Linked DNA regions of Gossypium arboreum: region 2 is linked to region 1. Evidence: chromatin contacts called from public Hi-C data. All regions are on one chromosome and are shown on one strand. Each heading gives the region's core, a stretch centred on a gene start, on an enhancer-like site or on the middle of the called end of the contact. The rest is flanking DNA. Distances are from core to core; before and after follow the strand shown. Region 1 holds the start of LOC108467498 (UDP-arabinopyranose mutase 1-like). Region 2 holds the start of LOC108473502 (probable plastidic glucose transporter 1).

Region 1 (3,198 bases), core at 450-2,949:
TGATATTTTAAAATAAAAGATATTATTTAATAAAAATAATATTATAATGTACAAATTTATTTTACAATTCACATTCGAGATTTATGATTATCTCTTCTTAACAATATTATTGTTAAGATTTAAATTTTGGCAAAAATAATATACTTTATTATTTTTCTTATAATATTAACAATTGAAAAATTCCAAATCCATAAACTCAATAATAATAATAATAATAGAAAAGAAATTGGAAACATAAAAGGAAAAGAAAAAGTGTGTTTCATAAGTAGACATCATGTCATCCATGTGAAAACTTAAGTTGGCGTAAAAGAAAAACGATGAAAACTCACTTTCCCATCTCCTTTTTAATACTGACCCATACTATATGAGTTATGATTTTATATATTTCAGTCTTTTTATATGATTTTAAAATCGAGTTAATTTTAGATGGTTTGAAGTTTTTGATTAAATTTAAATTGATTTACGGTTTCAGTTTTTCATTTCCACAAAAACTCACTTCTTTCTAACGTATGAAAATTTTGATCTAGGACTTGATTGAAACGGAATTTATTTCTTTCTTTATTCCATCTAATAATTAAGTTTATTATGGGTGAATCGTTCAATAATTAAATCAAATTAAAAAAATAGCTAAACCCATTCTCTTTTTTTTTCCTTTTTTATTATTAAAATTTTTATCAAGGTGAGATTTAATTCTAAATTTTAAACACAATTTCAGTAAATTAAATAATTATTGCTGTTTACTATTATGATGTTAAAATTAGGATACACAAGTGGGATTAAAAAATTTCATATGTTCGGTTTAAGTTAATACGCTAGAGTTTATGGAATTCGAAGAAACGAATTCTAAATTTTGTATGGTATTTTCTAGTCGTATTGTTGTGTTAACCGAAAGTTTATATTCTCCTTTTCTTTTATATTTTAGTTTTTCTTTCATAAAATATCTTTAAATGTTAGGAATTTATAAACTGAAACTGAAAATTACTTTTTTCTTCGATCTTCGATATTAATTGGCAAATTAACTTAGATCTAAGTTTTGTACTTCGACTCTCGGTAGTTACTAATCCACCGTATTGATCATTAAATCATCGCTTGCAGTTCCCTAATAAGACCCTTTTTTTAAAAAAAATTAACAATTCAATGACTTAAATAAAAATTTTAGATGAGTAACTAAAATATAAACTTACTTATAGTTAATGACCTTAAATGTGATTTACCTTTCTTTTTCATTGAACCCAAGTGATTATCTGAATTGAACCAAAATATAGAACTCTACAAATTTAGGGTGAGTTTAGATAGACGGTAGATTTAGTTACAGTTAGGGTAAAAAATAGCTATAATGGTGAAATTAGATATTATAATATGAGACAAAAAATAAGCTAAACACACTGTATCATACCCCACCGTCCATCCAAACTCACCTTTGACTCTAAATATCATTATAACCCAAAAATATTAAAATAAAACATAATACAATATTATGTAAAAAAATAATATGAAAATGATACTAATAAATTAAGGTTTAATTGAATGATAAACTCTTAAAAGAAATTATTTGTTTAACTATTTAAATATATTTTTTCAAACTATAAACTTTCATTATTTAAAAACAGATACTCAATTAAATTGTGACATGTGTCATATTTATTTATTTAAAATTCTTTTACCGTCCATCAATTCCGAGCGATAATTTATGCACAAATCGTATAACCCATTCTAACCCAATACTGTCTATATAAAAAAAATAAAATCAAAACACGATCCCTCGTCTCTCTCCTTTGTATCTCCCTCCAATCGTGCCGCCTCACTCGTTTCTCACGTGACTCTTCAGTCTCCCTCTCCATATATTCGCAAACAAGCTCTCTTCCTCTCAATCAATCCTCAAAATAACTGCGAAAGAAAAAACCTCTGCTTTTTTCACTTTTCCTTTTATCGTTTCTCCTTTTTGCGGTGAAAATGGCAGAGCCTGCAACAGCAACACAAGCAGCAGCACCAGCAGTGGCTCTGCTGAAAGATGAGCTCGACATTGTTATACCAACCATAAGGAACTTGGACTTTCTTGAGATGTGGAGGCCATTCTTTCAGCCTTACCATCTCATCATTGTTCAAGATGGTGATCCTTCAAAGACCATCAAGGTCCCTGAGGGCTTTGACTATGAGCTTTACAACAGGAACGATATTAACAGGATCCTCGGTCCTAAGGCTTCTTGCATTTCCTTCAAGGACTCTGCTTGTCGTTGCTTTGGTTACATGGTATCCAAGAAGAAGTATATCTTCACCATTGACGACGACTGCTTTGTAAGTTTCTTTTTGTTTTTTCAATTTTATTGTGGTGTTTCAGAATCTGGGGTTTCCTTATTTTAGTCAAATTTTGGATCTTTACATTGTATTGTTTGGAAATTTGAGTGCTTTTATTTTTTTTCTTGATTTAAATTGAATTCCTGTGATGTTTTAGTACCTTGGTTTTTGTTATTATGGTCAAAAGTTGAATCCTTTGATTGTTTTGATGGGAGACTTGGACACTTTGGTAGTTTGGTTTAATCTCCTCTTTCCCCCTCAATTTATGTTGACATATTCGTAGCAAATGAGAAATCGAATTCTGCTTGCTTCAGATTTACTTTGAAAGCCTTTCAGATCATGCAATCTACATAGTTGAAATTCAATTTCAAATACTACAGTAATTTATAGCGCAATCAATTTATATATTACAATTCCTTCCCGAATCTGGATTTGAGTTCTGCATTGTCTGATATGCTTGCCAGATCTTCAGAGTCTGAGATGATTTATGCATTTCTTTTCCTATTATTATGTTGTTTATATTGCAGTGTGGAGAGTCAGTTTTTCTTTTATTAGCTTCTTTTTACTTTATTTATTTATTTTTTGCAGTTGGTTATAGAATTCAAATTACTTTCACATGCTATGCATCTCTAGCAGCTTTGTACCTGCCTAATCATGGAAATATACCTTTCAATTGATAAGTAATTGGTTGGACTGGAATCTACAGATATGAGATTCAAAAATCTTGGATGATTGTATCTGTTTGTGTTATTGTATATTCCTGCTAAATCTACAGGTTCAGATCTGTATAGTTGATTTATATTCTGAGTGATGATTATGTGAGGAATCGCTTTTGTACTTCATCTATTAGTTTTAACAATATGGGTTCAATGTATGATTGGGGGCTCGTTTGTCTCTTTCAGA
Region 2 (3,222 bases), core at 99-2,598, 250 kb after region 1:
CAATGGAATGACCATTACTTCCATATTACTTGTCTTCTTGTAATAGCTATTCTTTGGTATCACTAAAGAATGACTATTCCATGCAACATTGAATAATAAAGAAAAATTAATTTTAGATTAGTCCTTTAAAACTTGGACTTAGAAAATATAAAAATAAAATATTTGAAATATTTTAATATAATTTAATATAAAATATTTAATATCAAAATATAATTTAAAATAAAAATATTTTAATATAAAAATAATTATATTAAAATATTATTATTTTTATTAAATTATATTTAATAATAATTCTATTAAAATATGATTAAATTATTTTTAATAATAATCCTATTAAAATTTAATAACAATAACAATAATTATCTACTTACAAAAAAATTGATAAGGGTACTCCAATCATTTCAATTTTTTCCTTATACTATTATAACAACATTCCATTCAACCAAACATAAGAATACTTTACAGTTTTATTCAATTCCATTGAACTAAACATTGAATTATTGATTACAGCCCTATTGTATTACAACTCAATTCTATTACATTAAACCAAACGTAGTGTTGGATAATACATTCCAACCAAATGAACCAAACAAGATAATGTAACATACCATCGACAACCTTATGTCAGCGAACCAAACGTAGTGTTGGATAATACATTCCAATCAAATGAGCCAATCAAAGTAATGTAACATACCATATACAACCTTACGTTTTTTGTAATTCTATTACGAAAATTTATATTATATTCCTTGAACCAAACATTCCCGAAAGTTCTTTAATATTGATTTCATAGCTAATTTTTTTTTATAAATATCAAAACATATATGAAATTTGATTCAATGTGCATTATCATATATGAACTTTGATTTTATACAATTTTATGCATTAAATTTTAATTTAATTCAATTTTACAAATTTTTAACAATATTATTGAATTAACACAAATCACATTGATATTATATACAAAACAATTATATTAATTCAATATGAAAATAAATATATTTATTTGTTTTTTAAATGTGTAGAATTGAATCCAAATTAAAATTTATTATATATATAAAAACTAAAATTCAAATTTAATATATATAATTGTACCAAGTATATATTACAAATTACACATTTTAATTGATTTTGAATTTATGGGTTTTAGATGTGAGGTTAACATGATTTCACGGTTTTCTTTCTTCTAATTTTCAATTATTTGGATTTTAGTTATTTAATATGAGATCCCTTCGATTATTTAGAAGTAAAAAGTTCTGACTCATGGCATTTTACGATTAAACCACGTCTTTAACATTTCAAAATTTAATATCCTTGCATAAAAAGTATCCACAAATAAGTAAATTACGTCATGCTAAAGAAAATGTCACTAAAATGCTCTCATCCTTGCCGGTATACTGTTGAACTATGCCCTCGTGTTTCCCGCCAATTTGTTACTCTTTTTTTTATGACCGTTTTATCCTATTCCTTCCTTGCAGAGCTAACAAATTACGCCACCTGGCTTTATCCTATCATTTCTATCTAATTATTGAAGGAAAAAAATAAACAAAAAACACTTCAATTCCCATTCTCTCTCCTCGATTTCTCACTCGATGTGGGTTGCCACCGTACTCCACCGACCGGTCGTCCCGGTTCCCCTATTCTTCACCTCTCATCTAAGCCCCAAAGTACTCCTTAAACCCAAAACCTTTCGTTTTGGTTTCCCCTTGCCGTCACTAAAGTTGAAAGCTTCGGCGACTAAGAAGCAGTTGCAGACTCAGGAGCCAGGTTTTTACTATCATTTATTTTTCGGCTTATTGGCTTTCGTCAAATTCAATCGACGGACAAGATTCTGTGGAATTTTTGTAGTTAATATCTGATTAGGGTTTAAATTGCAGATAATGAAGATTTACGTAATCAAGAAAAAAACGATGATCAAAGCTTTGATTTGGGATGGCTTCCTACTTTCCCTCACGTTTTGGTTGCTTCAATGTCCAATTTCCTTTTCGGCTATCACATAGGGTAAGTGTTTTTTTAATAAAAACATTGTTCTTTCTTTCTGAAAATTTAATTGTTGTTTTCTTTTCCTTGCTCTTTTTGCTATGCAATGAAGCATTTGAATATTCTGGAGCTTAATTCAGCTCTTATTGAATTTTTTTTTTATGCTTTATTGTTCTTTCTAATTAGTTGCTCGCTCTTTTAGCTGTTGAGAAATTGGAAATTATGTTGCTAACTGATTTATATGCTTACAAGAGTTTTATTTATTTAACTATAAATATTCCATAAAAAACTATAAATAAGGAAACTAAACACTGAATTATTGTCTTTTAATGTATAAACCTGGTTGTAGAGTGTTAAAATTTCATCGGGAGTGTATGGAAGGAATTCATATACCCGGTCTCTTAATTCTCCCTAAAGTACCGATGTCCAACACTTGTGTTTGACATAGGTATGGGATATGATCATATATGTGAAGAAATAAAATAGAAACAAAAATATTGAGTATGCCCATATTGGACTCACACACGTATTCAATACTCACCATAACATAGGTGTAACTTGAAAATCAATGATATTTTTAAAGAGTAAAATTGTTTTGTCAAAGAGTCAGTTCACAAAATTGCATTCTTTGTTTTGCAGAGTAATGAATGGTCCAATCGTTTCAATTGCAAGAGAACTTGGTTTCGAAGGAGATCCAATTCTTGAGGGGATTGTGGTAAGCATATTCATTGCTGGAGCTTTCATTGGAAGCCTGAGTTGTGGTTCACTGGTGGACAAACTAGGTTGTCGCCGGACCTTTCAGATTGACACAATACCATTGATACTTGGTGCAATTGTGAGGTGAGAATAACATATAGGCATTGGTAATCCAAGCAATGCATTTTATCTCCTCTATGCCAAGTGAAATGTGGAGTTCATTTAAACAGTACTATAATTATTTTGTACTCTTTTATTTCTTTTGTGTGTTTCACACCCCATCTGTTATTTCATTCTGTATTTATCTAGGTAGAACTTATAGGACACATATTACAGTAGCTTCTTGTACTTTATGTGTTTGAAAGTGTGTTTAAACATGTAAACCAATTTATATCTTGGCCCTTCAGATGCTTTCTGAGCTTACTCTTATAATGGTAAGAATTGGGTCAAAGTGTACTACTGTGTAAAGTTCATTTTAGTTCCTCTACTAAAAATTACTCCAAATTAGTTCTTATGCATTAAAAATTTGTTCAAATCATGATAATG

The links. Hi-C and Micro-C count contacts between places; a contact is called where the count stands out from the background.
Region 2: a contact with region 1 is called in a Hi-C map of leaf, with 2.3 times the contacts expected there. The contact joins the promoter of LOC108473502 here to the promoter of LOC108467498 in region 1. A contact is called at or near these places in 2 of 5 Hi-C or Micro-C datasets (both in leaf).

The regions. Positions count from the first base shown.
Region 1 is chr7:49,672,396-49,675,593 of ASM2569848v2, forward strand. LOC108467498 (UDP-arabinopyranose mutase 1-like) reads left to right here and starts at 1,700. Exons shown (of 4, transcript XM_017768132.2): 1 at 1,700-2,295. The coding sequence starts at 1,954.
Region 2 is chr7:49,927,206-49,930,427 of ASM2569848v2, forward strand. LOC108473502 (probable plastidic glucose transporter 1) reads left to right here and starts at 1,349. Exons shown (of 12, transcript XM_017775138.2): 1 at 1,349-1,767; 2 at 1,878-2,001; 3 at 2,620-2,820. The coding sequence starts at 1,593.